Regions from separate parts of the Sus scrofa genome. Here region 1 is linked to region 2. The links are chromatin contacts, called in public promoter capture Hi-C maps. All regions are on one chromosome and are shown on one strand. Each heading gives the region's core, a stretch centred on a gene start, on an enhancer-like site or on the middle of the called end of the contact. The rest is flanking DNA. Distances are from core to core; before and after follow the strand shown.

What was found. Promoter capture Hi-C pulls out the DNA fragments that hold promoters and counts their contacts.
Region 1: a promoter capture Hi-C map of liver shows a contact between it and region 2, with 2.4 times the contacts expected there. The contact joins the promoter of LOC110261410 here to the promoter of GPBP1L1 in region 2. A contact is called at or near these places in 1 of 5 promoter capture datasets (liver) and 3 of 47 Hi-C or Micro-C datasets (alveolar macrophages, embryonic fibroblasts and skeletal muscle).

Annotation. Positions count from the first base shown.
Region 1 is chr6:165,863,942-165,869,971 of Sscrofa11.1, forward strand. It overlaps LOC110261410, which reads left to right and starts at 1,925. Exons shown (of 9, transcript XM_021097629.1): 1 at 1,925-2,090; 2 at 3,161-3,194; 3 at 3,524-3,561; 4 at 3,674-3,761; 5 at 3,904-4,090; 6 at 4,208-4,271; 7 at 4,564-5,012; 8 at 5,306-5,440. The coding sequence starts at 1,925. The coding sequence ends at 4,871. MMACHC (methylmalonic aciduria (cobalamin deficiency) cblC type, with homocystinuria) reads right to left here and starts at 1,733. Exons shown (of 4, transcript NM_001244776.1): 1 at 1,636-1,733. The coding sequence starts at 1,716.
Region 2 is chr6:165,707,625-165,713,473 of Sscrofa11.1, forward strand. It overlaps GPBP1L1 (vasculin-like protein 1), which reads left to right and starts at 1,340. Exons shown (of 12, transcript XM_021096736.1): 1 at 1,340-1,572. It overlaps TMEM69 (transmembrane protein 69), which reads right to left and starts at 1,359. Exons shown (of 3, transcript XM_021096737.1): 1 at 1,222-1,359.

The DNA of each region.
Region 1 (6,030 bases), core at 675-3,174, 160 kb after region 2:
TCTCTGAAATTAGAAAAGGCTTCTAGGAAGCTGAGTCTTGAAGGCCGGGAAGGAAACTGACAGGCTGCCACGGGGAAGGGGAATCTGGTGTGTGTATTAAGCAGGTCCCATCATCAACAGAGAAGGAGGAAGTACAAGGCGTAGGTGGAGAATGACAAATTATCTACTTTGATAGAAAGGAAGGGTCCAGAGTGGGAAGCAGAGAGAGAGACGCCTGGAGAGATCACTAAGAGTGAGAGATGGTGACTGGCCTTTGAATATCAATTTAAGGAATATGGGTCTAATTTGGTGACAATGAGGGATTAGCCCTTGAAGATCTAAGAAGTAAACTGACATAATCAGTTTCAGGTCACTCTGGCTGCAGTGTGGAGGATGGAAGGGAGGCGAAGTGACAGCAGGAGGTTATCGCAGTAATCTCGATGAGAAATAGTGGCCTATGGCATTCCCTAGTGGCTCAGCAGGTAAGGATCTGGCATCATTACTGTGGCTTGGGTCACTACTGTGGTGTAGGTTCAGTACCTGGCCTGGGAACTTCCACATACCGTGGGTGTGGCCCCCAAAAAACTGGCCTGGACCAGGGCATAGATGTGTTCAATGGGAAGGAATGGATTTGGAAGATGCAGCAGACAGATTCCTAAAGGGCCCAGTGGCTGACTGGATGTAGGGTTGGGGAGGTGAGAGATGGAGGAGCCTAGGATGACTGGCAGGACTATAGATGGCACAGTTCAATACCACAGCCCCCACCACCCAGGCCTGCCTGATCACACCAGATACGCATCCCCACTCTCCCCCATACCTGCCAGCCACCACTACTACCTCCACACCTTTACTCAAGCTATTCCTGACATTTGCGATGTATATAACTGTCCTTCCTTCCAATCTATTTTTTCATATACAGCTCAACTCCACTGTTTCAGAGAAGGCTCTCTCACTCTAAACCCAACCTACCTCTTCCTCTATATCATTACCCAGCACTGCTTAGGGGCCACTCATTGGAAGGTTGTGGGAGTGGGCTGCCTCTTAAGCATCAGGCAAAAGGCTCAAGCTGAGTTTAATCAGCTTTGTTTCCAAGCAGAGGGCTCAGTGCAGGAGGCAATGGATATGGGGAAATGGACCTATGTGCAAAACGGTAGGTGGTGATGCTAGACTTGTGTGTCAGGTAAGTATGCAGTCTCTGTACTCAGACGGGTCCTAGTAATTGGCAACTTCATGAATCCCTCCTTTGGTTGGTAGATGGGACAGACCAGCCAATCATTTGCTTGTTCAACCCCAGGAATGTCCTTCCCTCATGAGATGACCTAAATTCTAGCCATGCAAATCTTTCAGACGTTGCCCTCTCCTAACTCCTTCGGGAAGCTTCCAAAGTGACTCTGGCCCCTATGTAAACTGCGTAGGTGACAAGGCCACAAGGTTACTGATCATGTGGTGTCTCCTGCTCATCAGTCCGGCAATATATGAGGGTAAAAGGACAAACGTGCAACGCTTCTCTACCCTTTGAACTTAAGCGCCCGTTGACACCCTCTCCCGGTAGGTCAGACGGACACGCGGCCGGGGGAGCTCGGGAAAGAATAGAGGCCAGTGGCACCGAGGCTAATCATACGTTTTGCCCTAGCACCGCGGTAGGGATAAACCAACCTGGAAGGGGTAAATTTCGAAGCCAAAAGGGCATAACGTGTCCTCAATCCTCTGCTTCAGCTCTGCGACATGGGGCTCCATAGCGCACGCTACACGCTGAGCCTGCTGGGAAATGGAGTTTGAAGGCCAACGCGGGCCGTTAAACGTCGAGGTAGCTTGAACTCCATTTCCCAAGAGCTACTGGATCTGCAGCGGAACATCGTTGGCTCTGCGCGATGCATCCTGGGACACGTAGTTCATTTGGTCCTTAGACGCGGCGGCTACAAAATCAGAAAGACTGTTTCGCGGCATGGTGGGGGTGTGTGTATGTGCTAATGCGCGTGTTAAACGCTTCCAGAAAAATGTAGCTTGGCAGCCTTCTTCTGCTGCCGGTTGTCTCCGTGTGGGGCGAACTCAGTTTCCCAATCGGCGCCGCGGAGGCCAGTCCAAAGTCTGGCTTTCCCGGAGTGTCATAGGTTCGAACAGGGTGGCGGCAGGAGTCGCTGCCTTAGATTCGGTGTAATCGCGCCAGTGTCCTGCGTCTGCGGAGGTCTCGACCAAGATTCAGCATCTTCAACTCCCCCCTGGTATCTGTATCAGGGTAACCCTCTTGTACCCCAGTTCCCCAAGGACGCTGCTCCCCTGACGAGTCCCTGAGGCTTAATTTTGGTCTAATATTGCATCCTTACTTTTATTTTTTTATTTTATTTTTTATTATTATCATTATTTTTGTCTTTTTGCTATTTTTTTTGGGCCACTCCCGCGGCATATGGAGGTTCCCAGGCTAGGGGTCTAATCGGAGCTGTAGCCCCTGGCCTACGCCAGAGCCACAGCAACGCGGGATCCGAGCCGTGTCTGCAACCTACACCACAGCCCACGGCAACGCCGGATCCTTAACCCACTGAGCAAGGGCAGGGACCGAACCCGCAACCTCATGGTTCCTAGTCGGATTCGTTAACCGCTGCGCCACGATGGGAACTCCAGCATCCTTACTTTTAGTATTGCGTACCCACTCATCTCTTTCGAGCTGACGTTCTGGCCTTTCCCGGGCTTTGCCTCGGATGTCCCGGGTTGGGAGAGCAAGGGCGTAAGGCTCTAGGGACCCAGACCACTGCCTCAGGCTATGAGAAGGAACCAGACTTTGAGCAGCTCGACACGCTTCTCAATGCTACTGACCGGGAGTTCCTGTCCTGGCTCGGTGGTTAACGAATCCGACCATGAGGTTGCGGGTTCCATCCCTGGCCCCGCTCAGTGGGTTAACGATCCAGCGTTGCCCTGAGCTGTGGTGTAGCTCGGATCCCGAGTTGCTGTGGTTGTGGTGTAGGCCGGCAGCTATTGCTCCGATTCGGCCCCTAGCCTGGGAACATCCATATGCCGAGGGAGTGGCCCCTAGAAAAGACCAAAAAAAAAAAAAAAAAAAAAGCTACTGACGGAAATGTGGCCAGGATTAAGACGAGGGGGCACCTGAGGCCCCTGCCCCCGGATTAAGGTAGTGGGTTAAGGAACACCAAGAACTCATTGGCCTGTGCCCTTCTTTGTTTTGTAGCAGCAGCTGTATTCCTTTGGGGTCTCCACCGCAGGTAAGTATTGTTCCTTTTCCTACTTACCCGCCAGCCTTTTCTCTTTCCAGGATCTGCCTTTTATTGGTGCCTGTACCACTATTCCTTACAAATTCAGCTTTTTCCTTTCCTGAGCAAACATCAGTCCTCCCCCTCCCTCTAATAGACTTTGCACTGACTTTGCCTTATTCCTTCTGCAGGAGACCTGGCTGGGACTCGGATTTCCCCTCGTCACTTGCCTTCCTAGACAGGAGTCCAAGCTCAACAGCCTTGGGCTCTAGAGATTGCCATTGTCCCAGAGAGGCTGATTTGGGCTGAGGTCCATAATGCATCTTCTCTTTGGGCTGAAGTTACTATTCTTCAATCCCATCTTCAATCCCAGGCTCAGGTGAGACATGGAGTCCTAGGTGTGTATGTTTGGGGTTTGTGTGAGAGGAGGGTGCCAGGTGTTGGGGAAGCGCCTTACATACAGTAACTCATGCGGTTTTCTGCCTGGGTAGGGACTAAGGCACTCAGACAGGCTGTGCAGGGCCCTCTGGAAGAGAAAGAACGGTGGAAGTATCAGATCTGTGCCCTGGAAGGTATCCGGTCAGTTCTTTTCTTCATGCACACAGCCTCATATGTGGGCACACATTTTGTTGCACTTGTTGTATGTGCCCTTGTATCTCGATTTGCAAGTGGAGTCTCTAGGCTCGTGTGTAAAGTTCTTCCCCAACTTGTCCCACTATAGAATCACTAAGGTTGTGGCAGGGGGCCCCAGAGTGAAGGGCCTTTCTCCTGGAGCAACGTTTGGAGGGGCTGCGAAGGGAAATACAGTGACCTCGAAGCCAGGTGCAGGTACAGGCCTGAGCCCAAATACAGATGGGACCACCAAAGTGCAGTGCTACCAGGGGCCTTCAGCCAGAGCTGCAGAACGAGTGAGTGATGGGCAAAACCTAGCTTTCTGTAGGCCTCTGAACTCTTGTTACTCTGGTAGCCTTCTCTGGGCTGGTTAATTGCCTTTGGAATGACACTTCTGTCATCCCCGTGGGCAGCAACTGCTACGGGAGGAGTCAGAGATTCTGGAGGAGGAAGTGAAGTTGCGGTGGGTCCAGCTGAGTGAGTAAAAAGATTGGAGGTGTGTATGAACTCACCTGTTCCCTTTTCTGGAATTCCTTCTTGCTTTCCTAATAAATGGCCATAGCTCCGACTGTTTGCGTCACCCAGAAATGTGGCCTCGTATTTTTGTCTTACCTCTTATGACGTGAGTCTAGTCTTCCTAGTCAGCTTGGAAACTGCCCAAAAGCTGGACCAGAATGCTTCTGTCCCATTGTTCAGCGCCAGGCTGGGCACAAGGCGGCGGAAGAAAGAAGTTGGAGAATGACCCCCTTACATTTTCTTTCATTTGCAGGCCAGTACCGGGAGCTGCTGCTGAAACAGATGACTGACGGGCAGCAAGCAGAGGCCTGCAGCTGGAAGGTAGGACCAGAATTGGACCTGTGTGTTCATATCTTCCTTCCTTTCTCTATCCTGTTTTGCAGGCGGGCCAGGATGCCCTCTCCTACCCCCTGTCTCTTTCCTTCTCTTCCCTGTGCTGATTCCTCCTCCCTCCAAAGCTCTTCTTCCCAAGCCCTCTGCTTCAGTCTACGAGGAACTGTCTTTGTCCACATGAGGATTCCGAGGGGGCCGAAGAGGCTAGTTGTGGGGGTGGGGTGCTAATCCTGGAGAGAGAAAGCCTTGGTCCTACCTGAGCCATGGTCTGGCAGATCAGCTGCCAAATGACCAGGAGGGCAAAGGTTACCCACTGGAGGCTGCCAGGACAGACGTGCAGGATGCCGGGCTGGAGCACAGCCTCCTCAGGTCAGGAATGTGGGTGCTTGTGGCAGTAGAAGGGATTGTTTCGCGGGAGGCCAGGTACTGGGGACTAAAGTTCAGTCATCCTAGGTGTGACATGGGCTGGTGGGATGGTAGGGGCTCCAGTGCATGGGGGCAGTACTGGGCACTCTTGACACACATACCTATTTACTGAGGTATCTCTGTGTAACTGGAGGATGAAGGGGAGGAGAGTGGAGTCCTAGCCTCAGGAAGGCTGTGCTGGGAGTCTCCTTTGACCCACCATCACCGTCTCTGCCTCTGATTCTTTCCCGCTGCAGGACCTCCGTTCACGTCCTCCAATCTAAGCTGTCGCTGTCCCTGGCTGCCACTGTCACCGTGTCTCTTTCTTCATCTAGCTCTGAAGTTAGCTTTTCAGACAGAGACATTAGCTGGGAACTTTTAAAGGAAGCTAGGTGGGTGTAAGGCAGGGATCTGGGGAAGTGGAATCTTTTTTTTTTTTTTTTTTTTTCCTTTTTAGGGCGACTCCTGTGGCACGTGGAGGTTCCCAGGCTAGGGGTCCAGTTGGAGCCACAGCTGCCAGCCTACCCCATAGCCACAGCAATGCTGGATCCCATCTGTGTCTGTGACCTACACCACAGCTCACGGCAACGCTGGATCCTTAACCCACTGAGTAAGGCCAGGAATCGAACCTGCATCTTCATGGATCCCAGTTGGGTTTGTTAACCACTGAGCCACAACAGGTACTCTGGGAAGATGAATCTTTTTTTTTTTTTTTTTTTTGTCTTTTTGCCATTTCTTGGGCCGCTCCTGCGGCATATGGAAGGTTCCCAGGCTAGGGGTCAAATCGGAGCTGCAGCTGCCAGCCTACGCCAGAGCCACAGCAACGTGGGATCCGAGCCGCGTCTGCAACCTACACCACAGCTCACGGCAACACCGGATCGTTAACCCACTGAGCAAGGGCAGGGATCGAACCCGCAACCTCATGGTTCCTAGTCAGATTCGTTAACCACTGCGCCATGATGGGAACTCCCTGGGAAGCTGA
Region 2 (5,849 bases), core at 90-2,589:
GGACTTCCATACGGGTGCGGCCGAAGAAAAAAAGACAAAACACTGAAAGTCATATAGCTTCTCTGCTTTTTTTTTTTTTTTCCCTTAAGGTATGTTTTGGGGCTTTGTAGTTTACAGCTCAAAGTAATGATAGTAGCAATCAATACAATTTAGCAGGCACTGTAACTATGTGTTTTATATGCACTAACTCATTCAATACAATGACCTCATCAACTTGGTGCTGGAAACAGTATTGCCTGTTAAGTTAGAGTGCAGACTTGAGTCAAATAATCTGGTTTGGAATCCTGGCTCCAACATAGTATTAGCTATATCACTTTGGACAAATTATTTAAGCTGGCTATGGTGCAGTTCACTCATCTACAAGGCTTATAATAACTACATAGGGTCTTTGTATTTTTAAAAAAAAAAAAAAGTCAATACATGTAAAGAGCTGACAACTGTTCCTAACACAAAGTAGGCACTCAAAAAATATTAGCTATTATTCCCACCTTACACAATATAAGCAGCCCAGTAAGTGGCTGTGTGAAAATATGAATCTACATCTATCATGTTTACATGAGTTCCATTCTTAACCAGAAGAATGAGGTGTCTAAAAATCCAAACCCCACAGTTGCTGCTTGATTAAAAAACTTGGTGAACTAATTTCTTGACTACAGATCTTAGGGCTGGGTCAAGAAATTCTGTACACCAGCCAGTCAGTGTCTTCATTCTATGAATAAGGAAGCAAGCAGGACGTTTATCTCTGGCCTCTGAGCAGAGGTTAGATAACACACATCTACTCCTGACTCCCAGACACACGTATCCGCATGGCCCACACATTCACCTTTGTTCAAAATCACCCCATTAAAAAGCTTAATGCTCCCTCAACCTTTCGAACTTTCTATGCAAGGTGACATGTGCTTCCCATCTCAAGAGTATTGAAGCGAAAAAGTGACACCCTAAAAGCCTGAGGACGGCAACTGGTGAGGGGTTTAAAGGACAAAGCCCCAAGTGTTAATCTGCTCAATTTTGGTGAAAAAGCTCAAGGTTTCCACTGCCTCAAATATAAGAGTTGCAAAATGCAAGTCTCAGCGCCGACAGCAGAGAAAAGGGAAGGCGGGGTCTGGATGCAAAGATCCTCGGGAAACTGTGCCCAACTGTGCCTGCGGTTTCAGTTTTACTCTGAAGGCTTGGTGCCCCCCTTTCCCAACCTGCACTGGTCGCAGCAGCGCTGTTACTTACTTGCCAGCGTCGCGCGGGGAGGTGGAAAGCTGAGCTGCAAGATTGGCCAGGCTCTCTGGAAAAAGCACTTCCGGCAAGTGGGGGTTATTAGCCTCCCACTTCCTGGGAGCCGGAAAAAAATCAGTCCGGCTGGAGACCTAACCACCCCTAACTGGTTCCCAATTCCAGGCTTTCTGTCTTGGACTCTAACATCTTGATTCTAGTGAAAGCCGGCTTTGGAATTCTTAGGGCATCTGAACGGTCCTTGCCTTTCTATTCCAGGTTTCCCAGCCAGAAGAATCTGCTCCGCAGAGTTCGGGAAGGTGGAGTGAAACTACTGGAACCATCTCAGAGTGATGGTGGTGGAGCAAGGTAGGAGAGATTTGGAGTCTAGGCCAAGTATGACTTGGCCAAATTGCTTGCTATCTCTGGAATTCATTTTTTTACTTTGCGTAACAACAAAGTTTCTAGGATCAACGGGGCACATCTCCCTTCTCATTGGGGTCCTGAACTAATACTAGCTAAGAAAACAAACACCTGTTTCCACTTCATTTTCTTTGCTGCTAACTGAAAACTTAGTTAAGAAATAAAAAGCACCGGGGCAGGACTTTCACTTCCATGAAAGACGTGGTAAGAGTCTTGGGCTTGAGGGTGACCCGGAAGTTAGATTATTCCTCCTGTCGCTCTCCGCTTTAACTTTTGTTTGTGAGCTAGGTGACCTTGAGCAAGTCCCTTCCCTTCTCTGAGCTTCAATTTCAGTCTGTCATCGGGAGTTCCCGCTGTGGCACAGCTGGTTAATGACCCCACTTGTCTCTGTAGAGGTGCCAGTTGGATGCCCAGCCCACTGCAATGGGTTAAGGATCTCTCCTTGCTGCAGCTATGGCGTAAGTCGCAGCTCTGGCTCGGAATGAATCCCTGACCAGAGCACTTTCCTACGCCGCGAGTGCGGCTGGAAAAAAAAAAAAAAAAGGAAGCACCACTAGACGTATCTGTCTGAAGACAATGGGAGACCTGAACCGGCCCAGGATGGCCAGTTTCACATTCCTCCAGATTCTATGTAGTCTAGCTTCCTGGTTACCAGCTCTCTCAAGGTTTAGCTTCGCGTGCAGAACGGGCTCACAGCACATTCTTCCTGATGCTAACCCCTTCCAGCCGCTATCGGCTTTCACTTTTATTTCCTCCTCCGTCATGGCAGCGCCGCCCCTTCCCGTTACGCGACACCCAATGAAACTTTGGGTCAGAGAAACAGCTTCTCCGCCCTGGCACGGGAGCAGACTCAGACCCGAAATCCTCCCGGTGCTGGGACAGGGGCGTGACGCCAGCGGTCGGGCGGAACTAGCACTCCCAGTGGGCAACGCCTCGGGCCCAGCCGCGCAGGACTCCAGAGCCCGGCAGCGAGGCCCGCTGGGGGCTGGAGTCTTAGCGACGCGCGCGCACGTGGAAGGCAGGAGCCGAAAGTGGGAAGGGGTCGGCAAACACACACGCCTACCGGTGAGCACCTGTAGAGGTAGTTCGGAGAGGCGTGCTTCCCCAGAGGTGGGGTGTGCAGGACGAAGGGGCGTGTTGAAACGGGCACACCGTACACACCCACCCACTCGTTCGCACGCGCCCAGGCCCGAGTGTCGGGAGAGGCAATGGAAGGGGAGTATCAAACCCAGTTGATCTCCGCCTCTAAGGCGGCGCGCGGAAAAGCAGGGTTCTCCCCTGCAGAGGGGCGGGGGCGACCGGGCACGGCCGCAAGCCGCTGCGGAGGGAGGGCTGGGGGCGGGGCGAGGGACAACCGCTGTTCTCGCGGCCGCACGTTGGCGCTCGGAGCGCCGGCGGCGGTCGCCCGAGCAGCGCCCGTGCGCGTGCGCGCCTGTGGGCGGGGCAAGCGAGGGGGCGTGTCAGAGGCGGGGCCGGGCGGGGGGGCCGGGCTGGCCTTCGCTCCTCCCCCTGCGCCCGCTCTGCCCCTCCTGGGCCGTGTGGGCCGGGCAGCCATTTTGGGAAGAGCTTTGTTATGGTTGTGGGCTCTTCACCTCCGCGGGAGCAGGAAGCGGGGGACGCGCCCTGAGACGCCGCGACTGGCCCCTAGCTGGAGCTCCGCGGCTGCCCGGTGAGTGCGCGTTGCGGACACCTGGGCGGGGGGGGGATCTCGCGTCGTCCGGCGCGGGCCTCCGCCCGGTCCCCGACCGAGCGGCTGTTGCAGCAAGTTGCGGGAGGCTCTCACACAGGTGGTTGGGTGTAGGTCGGTCCGGGGAGCCGGGGGCGAGCCCACGCGTCGTGCGGTTCCGACGCCGCACCTCGCCCGGCGCGGGCAGCCGTGCCCGCGAGCGTCGGCGCGGCTCCGCCTGAGCGCTCCCGCTTCAACTTCGGTCTTGGGGTCGCCGTGCTCACCTGCGGCTCCCTGGCTCCCCTCCAGGCGGTCCGTCTCGGTGGTGGCTCAGCAGCCTGGTGCCCGGGTGTCTCTTTCTTCCCTTCCTAAGTGAGCGCCGAGGGCTTTTGTTTTCCAGGGATGGAAAGTCTAAGGAAGAAAGCGAGTGAGGCAAACGTGGGGTCTTTGCGGGGAAACGGAGAGCTTTGCCTCCCTCCCCCACTTGCCCCGTGTCCCGCTGCCTCTGGGCAGCGAGGTGTTTTCGTTCATTTCGATTCCGTCTGTCCAGCACCTTTCCTTTCGGGGGCGGCGGGGGGGAAAGGCTGGTCCATCTCGAAGTCTCCTACCGAGGACTTTTTTTTTTTCCTTTCTGTTTAACATCTACCTCTCCCCACCCCCATGAAATTCAAAAGAAAGGCTGAATCTAAAATGGCTGTAGCTTGGGGAAGTGCCCTGAGCTTGGTAACTTAAATACGCTAACAGGTCTTAAATTCTGAGTTGTTTCTCCTACGGGGACAACTACTGGATCTTTAGATCTTGCAGTTCGTGTCTTATCTTGAAGAATTTGCTAGGCGAAAACTAAGGTGAGGCTGAAGAAGTTTGCTTACTCCAAAAGTTTACATAAGAGTGGGTGTGGTGTTGATTGTTTTTTTATTTTTTTTTTTTTGTAGTTGCTTATAGTTTTTAAATTGTGCTGTGGTGGTAATTTTATCAGCCAACTATGCTCCGAGGTTGGTTTATCCTATTTGTTGAAATATTTGCTCTTTGATATTTATTGCTTATAAGGAAAAAATGAAGTTGGTGATGGCTCATGTTTTTAGTTTAGTAACATAAGTCACCTTCTCTGTAAGTCCCATCCAAAAGTAAACTGATTGGTAGTCTTCAGTAGACTTAGATTTGTAGTTTTGGTCGATTGCTGGACTTTTCTAAGGTCTTTTATGTGTAATGCTTGAAAGAGATCAGAGTGCTGTTAAGTTTGGGGTATTTATTAGAAGAGTGTAAACAAACTTTACATGTGGAGTGTCTCATGGTTGTGCCCTTTCAAACAAAAGGCTGTCTTTTTGTTTGCTGTTTTTCGTTGTGTTTTTTTTTTTTAAACCATTAGATCCAGAAGTTTAACTGAAAACAAAAAGGCATAGAATGGAAACCAAAAACAGTTAACTTCAGTATTTGGGAAGATGCTTGAGTTTCAAGTTGCAGTCTGTCTAAAAGATAAAATAATAAAATGGTAATTGTGAATGAAAATTTTGGAATTAATAGTAAAATAAACTGTCTTCTTTCCCTAGGAGTCAGTTTCAGTTTACCTTTCTACATTCTTTAAATACTAAAGTTTACTTTTGTGAGTTCCCCTGGGAATTGATTGTTGTTGTTCTTAAAGTATTTTTGTGGTTTTACAAGACAAACATTTAAAATGCTTTACAGAAATTACAAGTCAGTTGCTTTGTGTTTTTCCGTTGTTGACCACTGGACCCATAAACTTGGGTGAGACTTTAAATTTTTTTTTTTTTTCCCCAGGGCACTCAAAACAGTTTGTATGTATTGATACAAATATCCTTTCAAATATTCTTTCAGTTGATTGTTTTTGCCAAGCCCACAGCGAGTGGAAGTTCCCAGGCCAGGGATTGAACCAGAGCCACAGTAGTGACACCACCAAATCCCTAGCTGCTACGCCACCAGGGAATTTCAGGTTGATTTCAGTTGAATCCTATTTTACCTGAGCTCTTGAAATTTGGTGGTGGGGAGGGAGAATGTTAGGAAGCCAATTTTATTTCGAATGAATTCTCCTTGCCAGTTTTCTCTTCAGTGTCTGTTTAATAGTTTGGCTGAGGGGGTCATGCAGCCATTTTAATAAGTGTGGAATGACAAGAAATCTGGAATACATTTCTGCTTATAATTCATTTTTAAATGCTTAATTAATTTGTTTATTCCTATGAGGTAGATAATGTTTTATCTCCATTTTTTGTTGAGGAAACTAAGAGATTCATCCAGCCTAGGGGGTAGCAGAGCCTTTATTTAAGCCTAAGCAATTTGTTCCCAAGTCCCTGTGCTTTGACCATTATGGCTGCTGCCTTTAGCCATGAAAATAAAAATAAGACTGTTGGAAAAATGAGATGCAAAACAATTAAGTATCCCAACTGAAAAATAGTTCATGGAAAAGGCAAGTTTTGATGTGTGTGGTTTTTCAAATAACTGGGATGAGGTAGGGAATCTTGGGGATGCATGGAAAGCATACTACCTCATAAATAAATAGTTGCCGTTGTCTGGAATTTAGTATGTGGTTGTGCCGAGACCTAGC